4 separate regions of the Gossypium hirsutum genome follow, and regions 1, 2 and 4 are each linked to region 3. The links are chromatin contacts, called in public Hi-C maps. All regions are on one chromosome and are shown on one strand. The core of a region is the stretch at or near the end of the contact, and the rest is flanking DNA. Distances in the headings are between cores, read along the strand shown. Region 1 holds the start of LOC107952202 (serine hydroxymethyltransferase 2, mitochondrial). Region 2 holds the start of LOC107951423 (kinesin-like protein KIN-7N). Region 3 holds the start of LOC107951136 (amino acid transporter AVT6A). Region 4 has its middle 32 kb from the start of LOC107951127.

The links. Hi-C and Micro-C count contacts between places; a contact is called where the count stands out from the background.
Region 1: a contact with region 3 is called in a Hi-C map of leaf, with 4 times the contacts expected there. The contact joins the promoter of LOC107952202 here to the promoter of LOC107951136 in region 3. A contact is called at or near these places in 3 of 34 Hi-C or Micro-C datasets (all in leaf).
Region 2: a Hi-C map of hypocotyl shows a contact between it and region 3, with 4 times the contacts expected there. The contact joins the promoter of LOC107951423 here to the promoter of LOC107951136 in region 3. A contact is called at or near these places in 4 of 34 Hi-C or Micro-C datasets (callus, hypocotyl and leaf).
Region 4: a contact with region 3 is called in a Hi-C map of leaf, with 2.7 times the contacts expected there. The contact joins the enhancer-like site here to the promoter of LOC107951136 in region 3. A contact is called at or near these places in 3 of 34 Hi-C or Micro-C datasets (hypocotyl and leaf).

The regions. Positions count from the first base shown.
Region 1 is chrA02:18,921,193-18,927,416 of Gossypium_hirsutum_v2.1, forward strand. It overlaps LOC107952202 (serine hydroxymethyltransferase 2, mitochondrial), which reads left to right and starts at 3,654. Exons shown (of 15, transcript XM_041082980.1): 1 at 3,654-3,924; 2 at 4,033-4,071; 3 at 4,180-4,266; 4 at 4,427-4,548; 5 at 4,839-4,915; 6 at 5,060-5,184; 7 at 5,391-5,483; 8 at 5,975-6,067; 9 at 6,165-6,224. The coding sequence starts at 3,835. LOC107952201 (GATA transcription factor 25) reads left to right here. Exons shown (of 7, transcript XM_016887479.2): 6 at 175-234; 7 at 346-579. The coding sequence ends at 456.
Region 2 is chrA02:20,335,132-20,340,910 of Gossypium_hirsutum_v2.1, forward strand. LOC107951423 (kinesin-like protein KIN-7N) reads right to left here and starts at 2,772. Exons shown (of 17, transcript XM_016886473.2): 1 at 2,562-2,772; 2 at 2,394-2,483; 3 at 2,179-2,297; 4 at 1,970-2,083; 5 at 1,804-1,885; 6 at 1,651-1,718; 7 at 1,492-1,569; 8 at 1,246-1,388; 9 at 1,058-1,160; 10 at 858-938; 11 at 369-437; 12 at 239-298; 13 at 1-131. The coding sequence starts at 2,706.
Region 3 is chrA02:19,612,465-19,618,282 of Gossypium_hirsutum_v2.1, forward strand. It overlaps LOC107951136 (amino acid transporter AVT6A), which reads left to right and starts at 1,969. Exons shown (of 5, transcript XM_016886070.2): 1 at 1,969-2,446; 2 at 2,546-2,698; 3 at 2,776-2,979; 4 at 3,380-3,845; 5 at 3,995-4,545. The coding sequence starts at 2,023. The coding sequence ends at 4,133. It overlaps LOC107951137, which reads left to right. Exons shown (of 3, transcript XM_041083046.1): 2 at 746-923; 3 at 1,104-1,202. The coding sequence ends at 892.
Region 4 is chrA02:19,012,466-19,018,578 of Gossypium_hirsutum_v2.1, forward strand. No RefSeq gene overlaps it. Among protein-coding and RNA genes, the nearest start is that of LOC107951127, 32 kb to the right of the region's middle. Within about 2 kb of position 2,381, at least 9 of the 9 cell types and tissues checked have an H3K27ac peak or open chromatin away from gene starts, as enhancers often do. A contact at or near this core is called in hypocotyl and leaf, where this site is marked.

The DNA.
Region 1 (6,224 bases), core at 2,404-4,903, 690 kb before region 3:
CCCACTAAACCCTCTCCCATTGTTTACCTCTCCAATTTTGATTCTTGCCTCTAAGTTCTGTCCACTGTCTCTTTATGAGATTTATTATTATTTGCTTTTTAGTTTTGATAGTGCATCTGCTGAACATTCAGCAAGCTACATATGTCGAGTTTGAAAGAATTGTACTTCATGCAGGGAACTTTGAGGGATATTCCCAAGAAAACTCAGGATCTCTCCCTAGTTCCTGTTCAACAGGTGTGTTCCTTAGCACCTAAACTTGTTAGGTTTCTTGATCTAAACTATTATCCCTTGCACTTTGTAAAACATAAACGTGGCTTTTCTTTGCTTTTTTTTGTCGTGATGTAGGGAGAATGTGAAACAAATGACTCAAATTCTGGAACTGCTATCCCTACTACACAAAGCAATGTAGTTTCTTTCTCGAATGGTGATGGCTCGGCTCTAATTGCCGAGAACTGATCATTTTTGCCAATATGACCATTGTGTCGACTAGGTCTTGGATGGTAAATTTTTTAAAAAGAACTGTCTTTGTATGTACAGATATCATAGTTGCCTTGATCAATATACGAGGTTTTCTCCTCCTATTCCTTCTTGAGTTTTTGTACTTTTGCATGAGATTACCTGTTTTAAGAGAACCCTACACCGGATGTATGAGCTGAAGCTTCAAATTTCTACCTTTGGTAATTTTACCTTCCCTGTTTGTCAAAACCTTTTTTTTTTTTTACCCTACCACGTTCCTAAAGGTGAACCTGGTAAATAATATAATACAAACGGTAAGTACTTTTTCTAATGGCTTTGTAGTATGTTTTATTTAATCAATTAAAGTAACTAGATGTCACTAAAAGGAAATTACTAAATTGTTCGATACAATACACTCTTTTGCTTATCACTAGCTAATATGGAGGTTAAACAACTAAAAGAGTCTTACATAAACAAAATAAATTGTGAACTATGAGCTGCTGAAAGACCGCGTTGAGAATTGCTTCCGACGCATGTTAAATCATTTGTACAATTATTGCTTTAATAACCTAGATCTCACACTATGCACTCGGTGATCAAAAAAGATAAGTGGTTATTAGAAATTGTATCAGTAGACATAAAATGTTTAATGGTAGTGGCATTCACTTCTATTTCTGAGTAATATTTAGGTCCCTCGCCAAATTTAATCTGCTCTTCAATGCCTATAATTCGACGTCAACATTTGCTGTTCTTTGGATATGCAGATATCCTCCAATTACTTAATTCCCAAAATGGTTTTTTTATGAGATCCTCAGCACTCACTCTATTAAGGTTTCCTAGAGAAGATCCATTGGTATCAAGTTTAAACCAGTTCTTTGGAGGTGGTTTTCAAGACAGCAACAAACTTGGGTACATGTATTTCATTTACAGCTAGAGATAGCGAAAAACTCATTTAGGACTATGTTCTTTCGGGCAATCATCTCCAAATATTAGGGCGTTGTGGGTGAGGGTCAAGACAAATAACTTCTTCTAATAGGTCCTTGGTTTTACAGATCATATTTTAGCAAAGTTATTATCTACTGTGTAGTCTACCCATTCAACATAAAAAATGATTGGGACTTTGGTAGAAGCAAAAATTCCCTCTCAAAACACTTTTGAGTAAACTGACAATCCTTAAATAGGTGTTGTATATCTTCCTGAGCAGATAAACACAGAGGACACGAGTCTTTCCTCGTTAGCTTCCTATGTCAGAGGAACGATTTGGTGGAGACCACATTGAGGCCACATTTCCAAAGGAATATCTTAAGTTTCAGAGATAGCTTAGCTTTCCAAATGAGCTACCACAAATGAGGATTGTGGTTCAGTCTTTTAGTGCTAATAAATACACACTTGCAAGCGAGAAGCGGCCGTTAAATCTCGTGGGATAAACACAGAAAAACAATGTATACCAGATTCCTCCTATTTATCTCTAACTCGGCTGAAATTCCAGCTACCTTCCTCCTGGTTAAGCGGGCCTGCTCCTAATCCAGACCATCCTACCATTGCGAACAACCCAATTGATCCTTGAGGTGAATAAAGTAGTAATCTTTGGCAAGGAGCTCCATGTTTAGAAGTATTCATTACAAGTTGTGAATTGTTGGGGTTCAGAAAGTATTTAGCTATATGAGTTTTGAGTCCTCATGCATCAGTCTCCAGCCCAACTTAGCGAAGAGAGCTTTATATATATATTGGCGGGGGGGGGGTATATATCTAACACCCCCTATGTTTAAGGAGAGTAATGATGTCCCAACTAGCTAAATGTAGTGTCGAGTGTGATTCTGTCCCTCCCCACAAGAAGTTCTTATTAATACGGTCGAGACTGTTTAGAATAGAAGCTGGAAGTAGTTTGGGATGGTAGACTGGATAATAACTAATCGGCTTGTTGGAGAGAGACGGTTTGCTTACTCAAAGCGTCCAATATTCTATTTAAAAAAAAGTTATTAAAGAAAAATGAAGAGAATTTGTGTATTTGTATCACAAATCGTATTCTGTAAGTAATGTGTAACTGTAAGGCAGCATGTAAGATAAAATATGCGAAAGGGCTGCATGATTTTTAATGTTTTGTATAAGGATATGGGAAGTTTTGAATTGTACAAAAAAAATAAAAATAAAAATAAAAATTGAGAATACAAAATTCAATTTAATTCCTCCATTTCAAATATAATAAAAATGAAAAACTATATTGTGATTCTCACTTTCTTTTTTTAATGAACCAAACTGTTTTTTGATTAGTTTGGCCACCTTTTATAGATTTCAAACCACAACGTTTAGAACCAGTCACCTACTACTACTGTTCTCAATTTTTAAAATATAATTTTGAGTGCAGGTTTAGGTTTAGGTTTAGGCTTAGGGGTGAGAGTTTGTATAAAAAAATTTCGAGTAATTTAATTAGCAATTAGGAGTAAGCATTTAACCGAATCGAGTGAAAAAAATTAGAGTTAATTGAGTTATATTTTATTATTCTAACTTGATTTGATTTTTTTTAAATTGAGTCGAGTGAAATTGTTTGAGTTAAATTAAAAAAATTAAATATGCTACATTATAATTAATTCCATATTACAAAAAATTTAAAAAAGAAGAAGAAGATAATTTAGCATGATAAACTTAAATCATTAATTAATATATTTTAAAATTTTAACTTTATTTATATATTGTTTAGAAATTTTTTTATAATTTAAAAACATATAAATTTTGAATTTTTTATGAATATTTTGAATTTTTAAAAAATATTTTGTTTTTTTTAATTTTTGTTAAGATAGATCAATTAGTTCATTTCTAAAATTGACAAGAGTTGAAGGGGTTTGTTATTTGAGTTAACTTGAATAACTCAGTTCAATTAACTCAAAATTTAAATTTTTTTCAAATTTTGAAATCGAATTGAATTGAGTTTTGTTTATCAACTGAATTTATTTTGATACTTACATTTCTTTCACAATTATAAAAGCTTGATGATATAATACTATAAAATTGTATTATGTGATTAAATCTTCTTTGATAAAACTAATCTAATTATCACATTCAAGTATAAAAAAAATACTTGAAAAAAAATTAAATACTAGAATAATTGTAAATTTGAAGTAAAAGGGAAAAAATTATCAAATTAACCCATATTCCATAGATTTGAGAAAGTGACGTTACACCGCAAAAGCAAAGCAACCAACCCCGTCCCGCCCGAACAAACTTGGATCTGACATATCACAGCCCGCACTTCAATACTTTACTTATACATAATATCAATAATAATCCCAACACAAACAAAACATTTTCAGTCCTCCACCAACCCACTCTAAACACTCTTTTGTTTTTTTCCCTTGGAACAGCTGAGCCAAGACGCGAGTAATGGCGGTGGCAATGAGCTTTCGTAGATTGTCTTCCTCCATCAAGTCCCCAACCAGACCTCTCTTCAGTGGCAGCTCCCTCTATTATATGGTTCTACATCTCTATTTCCTTCTTTTTTGTTCCATTCCTTCTTTAGTTAAATTTCATCTTTCTTTCTTTCTTTTTTTCTTTTTTTCTGATTTCTTTTTTCATTTGCAGTCAACAGCTGCGGCAGAGAAAGAGAAAGCTCGTGCTAATGTAAGCGTCATTAGTAATATTATTTTCAAAGGAGCTTTAGATCTTTGATCTTTTTAATTGTGATTTATGCAAAAAAAAAAAAAACTAAAAACGTGTTTGGTTGTGCAGCGGATACATCAGTTGAATGCTCCGCTAGAGGAAATCGATCCTGAAATTGCTACCATAATCGAACTCGAGAAAGCTAGGCAATGGAAGGTTTTTTTTTTTTGTTAATAAATTCAAATCTCGAGCCTTTTTTTCGCATTTCTGGTTTTTATTTTATAATCTATTTTCTTTTCTATAACTTCAGTCAGGTATTTGATTGATTAAGAGATCAAATCGTTTTTTATTTTATTTTCTGTTTAATGTCTAATAGGGACTAGAACTTATACCATCAGAGAATTTTACATCCCTATCAGTAATGCAAGCAGTGGGCTCTGTCATGATCAACAAGTACAGTGAAGGGTATCCTGGTGCTAGATACTACGGAGGAAACGAGTTAAGACGATCTACTTTGATTTTGCCTATTGTTAATTTTATTTCACTGCTAATATCAGTTTAAAAATGGATGTGGGTTCATCTACAAATTGATTTCAGACTGGTTGTAATTTTCAGGGGATTGAATTGGAAAATAAGATGCATTGCTAGAGATGTTATATGTGGTTTTACTTTTTAGTATAAATTATTGATAACTATGTTGATCTGATTCTTCATTTTTCTTTAAGTCAGTCCGAGTAACATTAATTGGTTAAAGTCACTGTCTAATGTTGTTAATTCTATTTGATCAGATACATTGACATGGCTGAGTCCTTGTGTCAAACGCGTGCACTAGAGGCTTTTGGGTTGGATCCTGCGAAGTGGGGAGGTGAATGGATCATGCAAACCCTTTTCTATATTTAGTTAAATATCTGTTTTTACCCTTTATTTTGAGCATGCGAAGGATTCTATGTACAGAATATTTACTTTCTAGGTAGCATATAACTCATCCTGTATCTGTTTCATTATGCAGTCAATGTGCAGTCACTTTCCGGATCTCCTGCTAACTTTCAGGTTTATACTGCATTGTTGAAACCTCATGAGCGAATTATGGCACTAGATTTACCCCATGGTGGACATCTTTCACATGGTTATCAGGTGCTTACCAATTCCATCAATCACGAGCTTTTCTGCTGAACTTGGTTATAGTTTTGTCTTCTCTTGTTAATTCTAGTTTTTTTTTATTTTTTATCTGCATTTATTTTCTAAAGAAATAGCATATCAGGTAACATTACTTTATGGCCAATCAACTGGTGTTTATAGTGTTTGAAACTCAAGTGTTGATTCTTCTTTGCATCATACAGACTGACACTAAGAAGATATCTGCTGTGTCAATATTCTTTGAGACAATGCCATATAGATTGAATGAGGGTACAGGTTATATTGACTATGATCAGGTAGCGCTTCTCTTCTCTTCTCTTCTATGTTGGTAGAGATGTGAATTTCTCTTTCTTAAATTTCATGCATCTTCAGAAACAGTGTCTGCATTTTGGGTAATCTAGACATGTGTAACTAACAACTTTATCAAGTTCAAAACCTGGAATGCACATTCTGATCAATGTTTCTCTTACTTCTCACAACCCTTTTGAGATTCATGGCTAGAACATTTTGTGAATACTTATTACATGCTTTAAGCATAATTTGACAAAGGAAATAATTATATCTTATAGTTAAAATAAATTTCAATGAATGGTTTGGATTTTTCTGATGTATGGAACTTGCATATATTTCATAAATGAAATTCAACAGTGGAGTGGAAGCTACACGTCTTATCTGTGTCAAAATCTCTTTGCAGAAAATTTTCTTGCATGCAAGTATTTTCTTGACTTAGGTGAAACTTGAGAGACTCTTTCAAATAGTTGATTTAGATGAATTGAAATGTTTGCAGCTAGAGAAAAGTGCAGTGCTTTTCAGACCAAAACTTATAGTTGCTGGTGCCAGTGCTTATGCTCGCCTTTATGATTATGCTCGTATACGCAAGGTAAACACCCTTGACTTGCAGTTGGAAGACTTCATATATCAGTGGAAATTTTGACTCACCTTTAAGATACTAAGAGACTCTAATTGCTTATTGACAGGTCTGTGATAAGCAGAAAGCAATTATGTTGGCTGACATGGCACATATTAGCGGGTTGGTT
Region 2 (5,779 bases), core at 1,522-4,021, 720 kb after region 3:
TCACCATCAGAAACCAAACTACTTAGGTTTTCGATCATCATCAGCTGGTCTCTAATGTACCGATCACGCTCTTTATGTGATCTTCTTTCTTTTTCTAGTTCCATTTCAAGCTTTTCACGCTCTAATTCATACTGAAATTGGAATACAAGCAGATAAAAAATGTGTTAATGTATATGTTAATAATTGGTGCTAGAAGACTATAAATCTATAATCCTTTTGAAATAAACAAATAATGAACCTGAAGCATATCATTCCTCAGCTTTAATATCTCTTGCTCCAGCACCTCAGCATGAGATCCCTGAAAAAAGGTGACCAATTTTAGATTGCCTTTTTAAGTCTAATATTAGCTTATGTCACCTGATCCTCACCTGAAGCTTCCTGCGTAGCTCCTCTATCTCTAACTTTTGCCTTTTCAGTAGGGCTGCATCCGTCAAAACCTAGATACAAGTTAAACTATGATTAACTTCATTTCAAACTCAATGCCAAATCAATTAAAACAAAAATTCTAGATGAAAACTTGAACTCTTACTCTGTCATGTAACAACATAATAAATACTATAAATCCTATCAAATGTGTATGCGTGCGGAAATCACGTATAGGTATGTTTAAAACACAAATTTGGTGAGAGAACATTTTATGTTAAAAGTTAATTTTTAAAAGTTTACTCAAGAATTATTATTGGTGTGGTGGTAAAGAATTTGTTTATTTCCTAACTGAGTTGGTACCCGGTTAACCCGTGACACCAACTCAGCAAAGGGTTCTATTAATAATATAGATTTTATGATTTATATACAAGCTAGCGTTGGAAATCCATATATTCTGTGATAATGTGGTGCAATATAAGAAAATGACCAACCTCATTCACTTGAGCACAATTAGTAACTCGTTTAGCTCTGCTAGCAAAAAGGAGAGTTCCCTTCGTCTCCTCAATATGAATCTATAATAAAATTAAACCAGAATGCTCAGTTGAGAGTCATTTTCATCTCCCCTTCTCAGAAAGATAAGAAAACCAAAAACAAGCCACTGAATAACCACATACAGTCAAAGTAAGCGCACCTCTTCAGGAGCTACAGTACATATAATTGAAGTTTTCGCATTCCCTCCTAGAGCAGGCTGGAGTATGCGGGTTAATTTACTATCACGATAAGGAATATGTGCCCTTTACATGTCAATAATTCATATAATTAGAACATAGTTATTCTATACAAATAAGTTACTTCTCGCAGGATAAGCAAAACAAGTACCTTTGTTTTGCACTATCACTAAGTTTGTTAATTACATTACCAAGAACCATTAAGCTCTTGTTAATATACTTTCCTTCCTTCAAACGTACTCCACCAGTTCCAGTCTTAGCAATCCGCTCAGAACCAGCCAAATCAACCAAATTCTGCTTTCAAATAAAGGAATTAAAATAACATTCATAAAACTAATGGGACAAGGTATAAACTAGATAAAAGGGGGGAAAGTCTATAGTAATATAAGGTACATACCAAAACTGAGACGCGTATGGCATCACTGCTTGAATAATCACCAAAAGAGCCTGTATCCTTTCCCTTGCTTTCTATCACCTAGTAATGTAACATAAATACAACGAATATTAAGAGTAAAGTAGTAATGTTTATGTTCAACAATATGTTAAAAGAACATACCACTCTGAATATTGTATGAGACCTACTACTTCGTGCATTCATATTTGTCTCACCAAAATGCCTATTAACTGTAAGGAAAATGATTTAAACAAATTATTAAAAATAAACAACTACCCAGTTAAACCAATGGCAAAAAAAAGAAGTTTAAAGGACCTTCTCCAGACTCCAGGAGCTTCATCACTTGTTCAGCATTGTTCACAATTTCCTCCCTAAGACCCGCAACGAAAATCCCACGCTAAAACAAACAAGAAAAAATCTGTTAGTTTTGAGCATTATGGTACACATTTGATACGGCATCAAAGTTTAATCAATGGCTGACCTCTAAATTCTCATGAATCTGCAATTTCTGATTCTCTACAGCGAAAAGGTCGTTAATTTCTTCATTGTAAATTTCCATGTAGGAAACTCGGATGAGAAACTCTCGATCAGAGATCTGGGAATTGAATTCAACAACAAGAAAATCAAAGCCAAAGCTTCTAAAATATGTCGTTAACTGCTTCGGGAAAGAACCAAATTTCGTTAAATTACAATATTTATTTTCTGAAATATATCGTTAACTGCTCGATGAATAATTCCGGGATCGTTAGATGAACCGTTCATAGTGAAGGTCTTGCCGCTGCTTGTTTGCCCATATGCAAAAGAAGTTCCTAAAACATAAATAAAATTGTAAATCATATACAAATTAATCAATTTTTATACCAGATCATCAAAATTAGGGCTAAAAAAGGGGATAAAATTTAAACCGTTAAAGCCGTCCACAGCAGCATGAATAATATCCTTAGTAAGAAGCTCGTAAATATCTGAATTCGAGCAATTCTCATCGAAGACATGATCTAGAAACACAAAAAAAAATTCAAGGAATGAGAATTGGAATTGGAAAGGTAAAAAGGATTTGGGAAATGAAAATTTACCGAAAGCGTAAGAAACGCAGGAAATTGGGCTGCCGTGGAGCTTGTGAAGAGAGATTTGATTATCATCGACTCTCCAGAAAGTTGAAGAAGAATTTTCATGGCAAATTGGAGGTCTTACTCTCACTGCTACGCAGATCTTCTCCATTTTCTTTTTAAACGTTGAGTTGCAGAGCGAGAGCTAAGGCGGGATCTTTATGCATTGTGAAAACGGGGGAATTTGTATTTGAATGTTTTGGATTGACGGAAATGCCCATAAAATGGAGGATTGGATGGGTATTCGGACCCTAAAGAACATGTCTACTGGCCCAGTTTCTTTGGGTAAGAGAATAGCCCACATGCCTCAGTTGGATGATTGTATCAACATTACGAGAAGCCCATGTAATTTCCAAGGGCCAGCTTAGATCCTTTCCACTTTTGTAGTTCTTAATTGTATAGAATTCAAACAATGGTATACAACATAATTGTAGTAGAAAGTTCCACCGATAAAAGACTGCAATTATATTGTTTTATGTATATATTCAGAAAAAAGTTAAAAAAATTTACTTTAGCAAAATTAAATATTTATCTTTTGAGAGGCAAGTATAAGAAGAATAATAAAAATGGATAATGATAAATTCTCTCGATACTTCTACTTTCAAAAACAAAGTTAACTCTAACTAGAGTTGACACGTGGATAAATTTTATATTGCCACATGGAATTTTTTTTTTGGAAAAATGGTTAATCAATCAAGTCTAAGGACTTGAAAAAAATTATATCAAAGAATTTATGAAAAATGCCAAAATTAGCATATCTATTTTTAACCAAAAAAAAACCAGATGAAAAATATTTTATTAAAGAAATTAAATTAAATTAACGATGAAAAAAAAATCAGACAATTTACAAGAAAAAGCCATTTTTTTAATATTTATGGAAATGGGCCAACTTTTTGATTATTTACTGGAAAGTACCGAATTCCTCGAAAGTGCGTCCACGTCAGCACGATGTCAGGTGACATGTTAGAAAAGCGCGTCTCTAGGGGAGAGTTTTGCTCCTTTTTTTAGGGTTAGGATTTTTTTTGCATTTAGGGTTAGGATTTAAGGTTATTGTTTTAGTGTTTAGGGTTTAGAGTTTAGGGTTTAGAATTTAAGATTTAGAATTTTTTTAAAAAAAAATCAAAAAATTAGGGTTTTGGGTTTTGGGTTGCTTAATTACATTAATTATTAGTTTAAAAAATAAATTAGATTAAGGTTTAGGGTTAATTAATTAAATTATGGATTAGTTTTTTAAAATAATTTTGTGTTTAGGGTTATGGAAAAAATATATTAGCAATAAAAAAAATTTCTACAGTAATTTTTGAAAAAATAAATTAGAGAAGACGTATCTGAAAAAATAAATTAGAGAAGGCGTATCTAAAAAAATAATTTTGCGAAGTTGTTTCTGAACAAAAAGTGTTAAAAATGCTTCAAGCAGGATGCACTGTCAGCAAAAGTACTGAAAAAAGCTCCCACGTGGACGCTTGTTTTCTACAGTAATTTCTGAAAAAATATTTTTGAGAAGATGATTCTGAACAAATAGTGTCAAAAATGCTTCAAGAAGGATGCACTGTTAGCAAAAGTACTGAAAAAAGATCCCACGTTGACGCTTTTTTTCTACAGTAGTTTTTGAAAAAATAATTTTGAGAAGATGTTTCTGAACAAATAGTGTCAAAAACGCTTCAAGCAGGATGCACTGTCAGCAAAAGTACTAAAAAAAGCTCCCACGTGGACGTTCTTTTTCTACAGTAGTTTCTGATAAAATAATTTTGAGAAGATGTTTCTGAACAAATAGTGTCAAAAACGCTTCAAGCAGGATGCACTGTCAGCAAAAGTACTGAAAAAAGCTCCCACATGGACGCTCTTTTTCTACAGTAGTTCCTATTTGGCCTGAGGTTATAAATAAGCCAAATTTTATTCTCAGGTTGCATAAGTTACAGCAAGAAAAATTAGAGACGTTAAGCAAAATAGAAATTGAAGATGAGTGAACGTATTAGTGTTGTTATTTACTATGATGGAGAGGTTCGTCACACCGGGAATGGCGTTTTTTATCAGAGAATAAAATGTGACTGGTTTTTAACCAGGACATAGATTTGACAAAATTTCGTAAAAGAATTAGGTGTAAAATTTTCGGAATGACGCCAATGAAAGTTTTGTCTATTAGGTATCGATTTTGTGCTTCTGTTGATCCTGTGACATATGATTTGTTCGACATCAAAGGTGCTCGTAGCTTGGAGGCAATGGTGCAGACTCATCTTGCTAGTGGATCACCCTATATTAAGTTATATATACAATTTTCATCGCCAAATGATGCATTTGCGACTTCAACATCTATTGCTGTTCGAGAGGAATACACGACCCCTGCTCGACACTCCGTTAGTGAGTTGCAAAACACGGAAGCTCCCGTGTTTGGTAGCAGTATGTAATACACAACCCCTACACGACACTCCGTCAGTGGATGGGACATGCACCTCGGTGGGTCAATGTTTGATACTGGAAATATGTACTGGGGAATGACATCAACTTCTAATGGTTGGCAATCTACATCTAATTGGGACGTTATGAAATGCCCAGAAAAAAGGGATGACATATTCCCTACGAGATCCACCGGTGAGGGGACCTCGTACATTGCAGATGATGGTGGGTTAGATAATGACTCTGATGTAGATCCACCTCGAGAGCCAGCCCTGATGGTGCAGAAGTTGCATTATTTTCTGAACCGGAGCCTATTCTAACTAAACCTGAAGATGTTGAAGAAGGTTCAGATGAAGAAAAAGATCCACGATTCAAGGCATACTCGTCTCCAACCCACATGGATAATGTCGATCTATCTGCAGATGATGTATTAGAGTTTCCAAATCTACCACATAGAACATGTAATCATACAAGTTCGTTATTAGATTCGGGTGAATTGGAAGTTGGTAATGAGTTTTCTAATAATGATAGTTTTCTTGGTGTATTGAAACAACATAGCATCATGAACGGGGTTAACTACCACGTAGTTAAATCCAAATCTGATAAGTTTGAAGCAAAGTGTGCAGTGCAAGACGATACATGTTCATGGAAAATCTACGCCTCGTTGAAGAAAAGGATAGGGTTGTGGAAGATAAAAACGTACATAGGTCCATATACATGTGTTGGAGGTACAATATTTAGGGTTTTTGAATAATACTGTTATTATGTAATGTTGCATTATTTGACGTACT
Region 3 (5,818 bases), core at 719-3,218:
TTGCTTATTTTGATTGAGCACACACTTTGCATGGTTCCCCAAAATGGTGTTTGCAGGGGAAATTACTTGACAATAACATAGTTTCGGGAGTCAGGACCACAAGTGTTCTTTCTTTCTTTTTCTGAACTCATTGTTTTCAGAGTTGATAGCTGGTCAAGGGTCGCTTTATATTGTTCTGAAGCTTCATTGTTGTCTCACTGAATTTGTAGCTTTCTGATGCCAGTCTTATTGTTTTGTTTCTATTGAATGTTTTATGTTGTTGATAGGTGATCCTTAATCCGTCTCTAGTTTTCCTTGTTTCTGATTCTCGGCTAATTGCGTTTTGACCGGGCAACGCTATCATATTCCTTAAGGAACAACAAGGCAACTCTAGTATTCTCTAATTGTTAATATCCACTGGAACCTTTGCCCATTGTATGTCTGTTTGAAGAACTTATTCAATCAGTGTAGAAGCCACTGAAGTTTTGGCTATACTGCTTATGACCTAAAATTAATAGCCTACCAGTGATAAAATTGATTAAGGAAAGATGTGAATTCTTGATGTTGACAAGTGATAAGCTTTTCACTTCGTCCTCAGTCTGTGCCCCTTCTACGTACCTTTGTTGGCTTTATTCATAGGCTAACAAGAATATTTTCTCATAATGTAATGCATGTTGTTATGGGGAATGATCAATTAATCATTCATCTATGTGCCTGATCCAGGAAATACCTTTCCGAAAAGGATGATCTATGTTTCTTATTACAGGAACTAAGTTCAATGGGTGACTCCTTCAGACCTTCAGATGTAGAAAGGGCTTTGTGGAGTTCAGCTGTAGGCGTAAAGTTGCAGTCTTCACAGACAGCTCCGGACAAGAAGATCAAGGGAAGCAACAAAAGAAAGAGAAAACATTGAATTATCTATGTGCAAGATGATGGAAACTTTTGTGAGTTCTAACATGGCCAAGTATTAATCTTGTTTACTTGATACTAACACTTTATCAATGTGATGTTGTGCCTTGGTCATATATCTGGCATACATGCATGGAATGCAGCCTGAAATACCTTGTGTTGGATTTAACTGTTTTAGTATGGTTAACCCTCTGATATTAGTTAAATATTGACAGTAGCACAGTACCATGCTATGGCACCTTGCATGAAGTTACTTTGAGAAAATGTCAGAGACCCAAGTTATATGATGAAACCCTTGATCCATCTTTAACTTACGAGGTAATTTCAGTCCTTTTTTCCCCTACTTTATGGATGGTAATTTGCTTGTGGGTGGAATGGTAAAGTGCAGTGCAGGTGCTTTAGATTCAAACCACAGCGTTGTTGAAAGCTAGGTGAACGTACCACCCGGGTTTGGTACTTGAATTAACTAATTAAAGGGACCACGTTAGGCATTATTAACCCACCCACAAGCAAATTAGGGTTGGCCGAAGGACAATGGTCCATTTATGGACTCTTTAATGGTTAGCCTAGCTGTTGCAAACTGAAAGCTAAAAAAGGCTCTCAAATGGCAGAAAAAACATAATTTACACCAATGAAATTCTCGTTTTCTTGGTAAAACAAAATGTAATTTAATAATTGAACCAACAAAAAAAAAAGAAAGCAGTTTTACTATAACAGAAAGAAGTAACAGGAAGATTTAATAAAATTTCCATTTTGAGCAACCAAAAGCTTGGTTTTTTTTTTTTTCATGTAGGGAGATGAGGTCATTGGTTTATAGGTGTCAAGTCGCCATTCGCTTTCCTTGTACTTCCCGTAACCATTGTGTTATTGGAGCCTTTCCATTTCGATCTATAAAATTACACCAAAAAGAAAGGCCGTGACGGACGAAATCTTCAAAGCCCAAAGGACCCTCTCTCGCTGGCTGCGTTTCTATTTTCTGGAAACTTTCACGGTAGTTACACGTGTTCGCAATTTATCGTCCGGTCACTTCCCGCGTGAAGACCTTCCCGACTCGGGACTTGCTATCATCTTCAAAAACTTCCTAAGACTCTTCTTCTTGAACGGCCTCATTCAACGGCTTTAACCACCAAAGTGATGAAAATGAATATTATGCCCTCCTTCTCAGACAGTAAACACCGACGGAGTCCCCGAGGAGAGGCTCTCCTCCCACAAAAGCAGGGCTACCGAGTACTCGAGACTCCCGAAGCCGGCTTTGATGGGGCTTCAACTTCAGGAGCCATTTTCAACCTCTCGACCACAGTTGTGGGAGCCGGTATCATGGCGCTCCCAGCCACCGTCAATCAGTTGGGCCTAATCCCGGGTCTATTCGCAATCATATTCGTCTCTATGCTAACGGGATCATCCATCGATAAGATACTTAGGTTCAGTCGAGCCTCCAAGTCGGCCACGTATTCAGGCGTTGCCGCTGACGCTTTCGGTGGGACCGGCCGTAACATCCTTCAGGTTTGCATCGTCATCAACAATTTGGGCATGCTTGTGGTTTACATGATCATCATAGGTAAGTTTGAAACCCTCCCCCCCCCCCCAAAAAAAAAAATTAAGCTTCGTGGAACGACTAATTGCCCTTCGATCACCTCTGAATTTGAATTGATTGCAGGTGATGTGTTGTCGGGGACATGGGAGGATGGGTTCCACCACAAGGGAGTTATGGAAGAATGGTTCGGTGAACACTGGTGGACAACGCGTTCGGCTTTGCTCATGTTCACCACGCTCTTCGTTTTCGCACCTTTCATTTCATTCAAACGCGTTGGTAACTAACTCACTCCTCAAAAATTCTAAATTGCTGCTATACTTTTATTGAATGCTTGTTGTTTTTCGTGATTTTAGATTCATTGAGATACACATCGGCATTGTCAGTTGGTTTCGTGATCGTATTTGTGGCAATAACAGCGGGAGTTACCATTGTTAAGTTGATGGAAGGGAAAATCGAAATGCCTCGTTTAATGCCGAAACTTGAAAACCAGGCATCGTTTTGGAAGCTTTTCACCACTGTTCCTGTTCTAGTCACTGCTTATATATGCCACCATAACGGTAAGTCATCAGAGATTGATTCCTTCTACACTTCTAAGTATTTATTATCATAATTTGGTTTTGTTTAGTTGTTGGTTCAAGTTGATTATCTTCCAATTTGTACCAAATTAGTTGCATCTTTGAGTTGATTGAATGCTTTAACGGTAAGAGATGCTTAATGTACCTGTTGATACCTAAAACTCTGCGAAGAACAAGTAATCCATTTATGGTTCAACATTACATAGAATTACAAATATGATGCGCTATTGTAACAAAAGTTTTCTCTGAAATAAGTGTTCCAACAACTCTCCTCCTTACATGGCAAATATTGTTAAAATTTTAATATATGCTTGTTTATATGACAATTGATCAACCCTTTTGTTTTTATCTATTTCCTTTTGTCTTGGATACACCTGTGCAGTACTCCCAATAGCGAATGAACTGAGAGACCCTACACAGATGAAGTTAATTGTTAGGAAGTCCCTCATGTTTTGCTCTTCTCTCTACATTGCCACCAGCTTCTTCGGATTAGTTCTGTTTGGAGATCATATTTTGGATGATGTGCTTGCCAATTTTGATGGTGATCTTGGAATTCCGTATAGCTTGTTGCTCGATGACTTGATCAGAGTGAGCTACGGGCTTCACTTGATGCTTGTTTTCCCAATTGTGTTTTTCTCCCTTCGTCTCAACGTAGATGGTCTTTTATTTCCATATGCCATTCCTATTGCCTTTTCCGAAAAGAGGTTCTTCTCAATGACAGTAGCTCTTATGGGTTTTATCTTTATGGGAGCCAACTTTATTCCTAGCATCTGGGATGCCTTCCAGTTCACTGGTGCCACCGCCGCAGTTTGTGTTGGTTATATCTTTCCAGCTGCCATCACCCTTAGGTAAAGTAATAGATGTTTTGTTGAATTCAGTGTCAAATGAACTTTCATGCAACCCCTTGTTAGATGGTGTAGTACTATATATGTTTATAACAGAGTGCACCAGACATTAAAACTAGTTTTGAAGATTAGCTACTGGATTCTTTATGCAGGGACACCCATGGAATTGCAACAAAGAAAGATAGACTAATATCATGGATGATGATATTTCTTGCCGTCTCAACGAGCACGGTGGCTGTGACAAGTGACATTTATGGCATTTTAACAGTTGACAAAGGAGTTATAACCTGATTCTATCGAGGTGTCCGTTTATATATATCCAGTGTTCCGGGTGCAGTGCACTGTTGGAAACCAGAGCTAATGGGCAAGGAGACGATCTGGGTTCTATTCATGCGGTTTACCCTCAAAGCTAACTTGACAAATAGGGGATATGTTTTATATGAGCTTGCTGGGAATAAAGTGAGTTTTCCAGCGTGTCATGAGGTTTGATATGACCTTTTCGATGAAATTCAAGGTGATTTAGCTGTTAGTTCTTGGTCCTTTAGGTGGGTAACAAATAGGAAAATTTTATTGATTGATTATTCATGATCTAAATTTAATTGAACGTGTTTCTCATTATGTAATCAAACTAAATTCTTACCGTTGCATGGGTTACTGTATTATTATTATTTTTTGAGAAGTTAAAGTTACAATTTGCTTAAAAGTAGATGTATTTTTCGTAATTTGGATTTTTATTCGAATTTATTCTTTACTTTTCAAAATAAAAAATTTAAGTCTATTTATTAACATTATTAAAAATTTTTGTTGAATTTACTGGCAAAGCATCTCGAAATTTAAAAAAAAAAAATTCGTTTGGTATCCATATAAAAAAAACATTATAATGGACATCAATTTAATAAAGAATTCTAATAGTGCTAATAGTTCTTAAAAATTGATATCATCATTCTAATTAGAATAAATAATTTAGACTAGCTAATGACATTATAAAAATTAAGGTATCAAATTATGTCAAAATTAAAATATATAGATTAAATCTCAAATTTAAGCAAAATATAGTAGATTGTCCATAGGCGGGCCGCCCGGTCCATCTAAAAGATCTGCCTAAAAAGTAGGAGGGTTTAGGCAAAAATATAGACCTGAAAAATGGGCTTGGACAAAAAAATAAGTCTCGTTTGAAAAACAAGTTAAGTCTCGGGTAAGGTTTTTTGGCTTAGGCCTAGCCTGAATTTGTAAAAAAAAAAAATTATGTTGTTTTGTTGTCATTTTACTATTATATTGCTACATTTTGTTGTTATTATTTGAATATTGTATAACTTTTGATTTATTGTTAATTTTGATATTATTTTAGAAATATTCACTTGTTAAGTTGCATCTATTTTAGTGTTATTTAAGTATAAAATTTTTTAATTTATTTTTAATTTTTTAGAAAATATTTATTTTAATTTTTAATCTATTTAATGTATTATATTTTTTTAAAAAATTATATAAAAAATAAAATAAAAAATTTTAATATGGACAATCCGAGTCAAACTTGAGCAAAAATTTAAGACTATTTTAGGCGGAGCTCATTAATCAGATCTAAATTTTTGTTAAGGCCGATAGCGGCCATGAACAACTCTAAAATATAGAAACTAAAAAAAAAAAATTAATCATTGTTATAGGCAGAAGAATTAAAATTGAAATTGACCAATATGTTCTCAAAGGAAAAGACAATGGACAGGTGTTCAGGCACTTTTATATTTATTTATATAAGTACAGATTTTCATATTATTTGTTTGATTTTACACTTTAAGTCATATTCAGATATTATAACAATATTTTTGGTTTATAAAAATATTATAATTTTTGTGAAAATTTATTATTTGTAAAAATAAGAAATTATATTTATACTATTTTGAAATTTATAGTGCAAACCAAATGTTGATGTTGAAGTATAGTGCATTTTTTTAAAATATGCATATATTTTCTCCATAAGT
Region 4 (6,113 bases), core at 1,131-3,630, 600 kb before region 3:
ACGCATTGAATGAATAACTTCCTGTGTAATAATGACATTATCCGATATGTTCCTCCCAGCAATAAACCCTGCTTACTCAGGTGAAATAAAATTCGGAAACACCACTTTAAATCTATTGGCAATCACCTTCATCACCAACTTGTATAAAACCGAACAAAGACTGATTGGTCGAAATTGACTGAAGTCTTCCAGACGATCCTTCTTCGGAATAAGCACAATAAAAGTGTTATTAAGAGCCTCCTCAATTTTATTGCCAGCAAAAATTCCCTGAACCCACTCACAGACCGCCCCTCCAAGTAAATCCCACTGACTTTGGAAGAAGCGCGCATGGAAACCATCACTTCCTGGAGCTTTCAACGGAGCCATGTCAAAAAGGGCCTTCTTGATCTCGTCATTCAACACTGGCTTTTTGAGAAAATCAATATCTTGCTCCTTAAGGAGGGAAAAAATATTTAATGGAGTAGACTTGGCACTTGGTTTTTCACCATATAATTTCTCAAAAAACTTGGTGGCCTCATCACTGAGAATAGACTGATCCGAACACCACTCCCCATTACTAATGCGTAAGGCCAAAATATGATTAAATTTCCTCCTTTGCATAGTGCGACTATGGAAGAAACTGGTATTTCGGTCTCCAAACTAAAGCCAATCACACCTAGCCTTCTGCCTCCATAAAAGCTCCTCGTGGTTAAGCACACTCTCCAATTCATCACGAACCTCCATTTCCAAATTAGCTAATCTTCTAGATGTGGACTGATCCATGACCTTTTGAATGTTCGCAAGTGACTTCAAGAGTTGCCTTTTACGTGTTCCTAGATGACCCTATACGGACCTGTTCCAATCTTTAATGTGAGAGGTAAATTCAGATAATGATTCAGCCATATTACCTAAAAAACTCCATTTGTTAGAAACGAAATCCTTGAAATTCGAGTGCTTCGTCCAACCTGCAAGGAAACGAAACGGTCTCCCTCTCTGACCACTGAGCTCAGGATTGGTTTTTAAAAGAATGGGCCTATGATCCGATTTAATACGAGGCAGATGATAGACAAGCGTATACGGAAAGACAGAAAGCCAATCATCATTCACTAGGGCTTGATCTAACCGCTCACGCGTATTACCTCTTTACAAGTAAAAGAAGGCCCTATAAATCCAAGATCCTGCAAATTACATGATTCGACAAAATTACCAAAAAACTTACATCTCTTACCTTTTGACTGGTCACTTTTTTTATCCATGGGAGAGAGAATGGCATTGAAATCGCCCATCAACAACCATGGTAAAGGATCTTGAGGTAAAATACCCATTAAATCGGTCTATGGGGATTTCCTCTTAGCTCTGTCTGGACTTCCATACACAAAAAAATAAAAAAAAATCATTATAACAATTATTCCCATGAACACGAAGAAGCATAAACTGAGGATGGTTATGAATAATACTAATGTAAATAAAATCCTTCCATCCGACCCATATGCCACCTGAAAAACCAACAGACTCAATGTGATGAGAACGATCAAAACCCAATTTATCAATGTAAAATTAGCTTTATTGCCACTGACTCTTGGCTCCAACAGACACACAATGTCTGGTCTATACTCAAAATTATACTCACGAAAAGCACGGAGAAATTTGCTACTCGCACAACCTTGGCAGTTCCAAGAAAAAATTGAGAGATTTAAATCCATAAAAAAGAATTAGAGAAAAACTAACAAACTAAAGCTTCAACAAACATTCCAAATAGAAAAATACAGAGCAAATTTAAAAACCTTTACCCGTACTAGGATCAGGGCCACCTGAATCATCACTTTTAAGCTTGGAAACAGACTGAGCTAGCCTGGACATAGAATGACTCAAAGGAATTTTAGAAGAATTTTTATTTTTAAAATAGTTCCTTTTTGCATACGTGATTTTATTTATTTTCCTAGTGGCCCGAAAACTCCCATCTTTACCTCCCATTAATTTTCCCGTACTCTGATTCTTCGTAGCACCAGTTGCTGGTCCTTTTTCTTTAAAAGAAACAGCAGTGTGTTTATTTTGATCTGAACCACCAGAAGAATCAGTTACCTGAAGTTCAACCAGGTCTGACATCAAGGTAGCGGACTCAGAAACCATTGAAGATTCGTCAGTCACATTCACCTCATGTACAACAAAAACTGGATTAAAACATGAATTAATAACTGAATTTGGAATGGAAATATTATCTTTGATATTAAAACCACCCTCTGCAGTCTTAAAATTAAGACCCGAGTCAGTCGAGTGTAAATGAGTACTCCCTGCTTCGAAGCCATTATGATCTGCTTTTGTGCGGGTTGGGCCCACCGCAATTATGGCCTGAATCTCTTTATTCTTTAAATAGTCCACTAATGGTCTACTTGATGAAGGCCCGTCTGTAGCATAGGACTCTACACTTGCGCCTATTAACTGTCCCATTAGGCCATTAGGTCCAGTACCTGCCTTATGAGAATTCAAAGGCCTAAGATCCATTTTATCTCCCCCAACTGTACGCTTTTAGAAATGCTAGGGTTCCTTGGTATGGCCATACTTCCCATAGGTAAAACAAATAGTCGGTAACGCTTCATATTCTACTCTTTGCTTCATGCCATTAACAAGGACTTGAGTAATCAAAGGCTTGTCCAAATTGATGTAAACAACCATCCTGGCGAAGCGACCTCTAATCCTGCTGTTTGTGTTAAGGTCTAGCCGAACAACTTTACCAATAGTCCCTCCAATTTCCTTTAGGATTTTTTTCTTGTATAAAAACCCTAGAAGGCCTGGAAACCGAATCCAAGCCAAAACCGTGCTTGGATAGGGCTGTGATGGACTAAACTCTTTTGTCCAAGGTTGAACTGTCAAATATTGACCATATATCAACCAAGGACCTTGCGTCAAAACTTTTGTATAATCGTTAATGGATTGAAATTTAGCCAAAAAATAACCATTCTCTATATCCATGAAATGGAAAGGTTTAGAAGGGTTCCAAAGGCTACTGATTCGGTTATTAAGAGCCTCATACCCAATGTTTCTTCTAAGCAATTTTAGAACTACCGTGCGTTCCATTTTTTTGAACAGAATGTGTTGAATCCTCTCCGAAAAATCGATTGCAGGAATGCCATTAACGATGGATCTGTGAATATTGCCCTCCAAAATCTCAATATCTTCATCAGAATCGGCACTTGAAGACCCCAACTCTTCCTTATCAGACACTCCAGATTTAGTTCCCAGAAGTTTATCCTTCCAGGATAATTTTGGACTCGAATCAGATTCAACCATCATATTCATGGCTTCCTCATCAGTTCCTCCTTTAAACCGGACTTTCTTGGTAATGCGATCTGCCTCCAAACGAGATCCATCTCCAACATCGACTTCTAGAAGAGGAGTGTTAACATCAGATTTCAGAGAAAATTCTTGCATAACTATCAGATCAGTAATGAAAGCAAGTATTTAAGTCTTCTATATCTAGTTAATGCAGCTTATAGATAAAACGTTATATTATTTATTTTTAATTACTTTATATAAAATTAGAAAACAATGGATAAAATCATTTTTCTTTCCATTGTTTTTTCTCCCTCCACCAAGTCATAATTAATTACATAAAAGTTTGTACGTTAAAAAAAAGCCTTTTTAAAAAAATGTAAAAAAAAATTAATTAAGTTTTTATATTAAATTTGCATCTAATTAAGTCTATTTAGATAATAAAAAATTCATTAAGCTCTTCTGTTAATGGTTTCCTTCATTGACCACATTGATTGTTAAAAAAATTAACAGACTAATCAGATGATGACACGTGATAACTTTTAATTTAATGCAATATTTTCTCATAAAAAATTATTAAAATAATTATAAAATTATAAAAATATAAAATTTATTAAACATTAAAAATAATAAAATTCATATAAACTTATAAAAATTTTAAAAACATATATTAAAAATCTAATAAATTTTAATAAATTATAAAAATTTTATAAAATTAAAAAAAACACATTTCAAATATTCAAAATTTTATAAAAATGTATAAAAATTATTAAAAATTATATAAACATATAAAAAATCATAAAAAAATAAACTAGAACTGATCAATCGGTTAGACCGAAATCGACAAAGGCACCTGTCCGAAGAAGGACATTAGATTGGTTAAGCTAGGAGCCAAGTGGTTGAATCGATTTTTTTAAAATTTTTTTATTTTCAATGTCTTATTTAATTAAAATGGAAGGACCTGTCGAACTGGCAAATCAGTGGCATGATCGGTTCGACCATAGGTTTATTCTGAAAGCCTAGGTCAGAATATTTCATATTAACATATGCTAATAGTTGAATAATGAAATTTTATAAAATTAATAAAATATATTCAAAATTAAGTATTTTTGGTATAGTTAGACCAACGGTTGAATCGGTCAGGCCACTAGTTTGCCAATTCGACCGGTGAATCCAATTTAATTAAATAAAACATTGAAAATTAAAAAAAATAAAAAATCGGTTCAACCTTCCGGCTCCTAAGTCAACCAATCTAATGGCTTTCTCTGGGTCGGTACCATTGCCGATTCTGATCTAACTGGTCAGATCGACTGATTTGATCTAATTCAAGGTTATATGATTTTTTTTATAATTTTTATAATTTTTTATGACTTTTCATAAGTTTTTAAGAATTATTATGTGTTTTTCCTAAAATTTTAAATATTTAAATATTTTTATTAATTTTATAAAATTTGAATAAACTATTAGAATTTATTATATTTTTTATGATATTTATAAGTTTTTATTAAATTTTTATAAATTTTGTAAGTTTATATTAATTTTAAAAAAAATTAATTTCTTTCCTATTTTTACAATTTTTTTCTATTTTTTATTTTTTATCATTTTATGGGAAAATATTATACTAGACTGGAAGGTGCCATCTGTCACCATCCGATTGGTCCATTAGTTTTTTTAACTATCAATGTGATCTATGACAGAAACCATTAATAGAGGAGCTTAATTTATTCTTTTTATTAATGGTAGGGGCTAAATTGAGTGCGAATTGAATAAGTACTTAATTGATTTATTTGTATTTTCTTAAAAGCTTTTTTTTTACATATAAACCTTACATAAATAAGTAGTTAACGCAAGCTCACTTTTGACACTTTCATGTTTATCTAAGCCCAAACCATTGGTTCTTTAATATTATTATTAGGATTAAAATATAAATTTATCATTATACTATTGGTGAATGGTGAAGCTAGTCATTATAATTTATTTTGATTAATACTTGTCATTAAATTTTGAGAATATGGTTAAGCTTGCCACACAATTTTTATGTGATTGAATTTTCTTGCCATATTTTGAATTTTGCCATTATATTGGTTTTTAATTAAATTTTACAACTTAATATTGATTTAAATGATTTGAAAATAAAATTTAATAAAAAATATTATTTTAGATATTTTATTTTAATAATAAAAATAAGTTAATTTATAAAATATTGAAAATCAATATATTAACTTAATGTTTATTTAATAAAATTAAGACTTGAAAAAAAGAGATTAACTTTACTTTTTATAAATAACGTATTTATAATTAACTTAATGGATGCATTAGTAAAATGTTGAATAAGGTACTGAAATTCATGAATTAATGCTTGGGATATTGGCTGAATGTCAAATGCTTATTTTTGGTAGTTAATTTAAAAAGTTGCAGATTGATATTCATTTAGAAATTGCAGAAATAGCATGTGTTATCACGATAAGATTTGGATTCTAGGTTACGGTGTAATGTCGAACTTGCTCGCCGTGATGAGGCTAAAATAGTATGTCACGTCGCAACGAGAAACTTCTAACATTGCAACATCAGTTGGAAGTTTCTCAACATTACAATTTAGTCCTAATTTGAAATCGTGTTAGCATTAGAGCTTTTGTAAGCTCATATAAAATCCAGAAATGATTATATGTCGTATCATAATTGCATTTACATGTTAACTGGTATTAATTGAATATATTTTTATCGTGGTTGCTTCGACAACGAGTGACACCTTGTAGCTCGGACCTAACGATCGGATCGGGTTTAGGGTGTTACAGTCTTGAGTGTCGGAGTGGATGACTCCTAAAAGATAGAGACATAGATGTGACTGATTAGACTGACAGTAC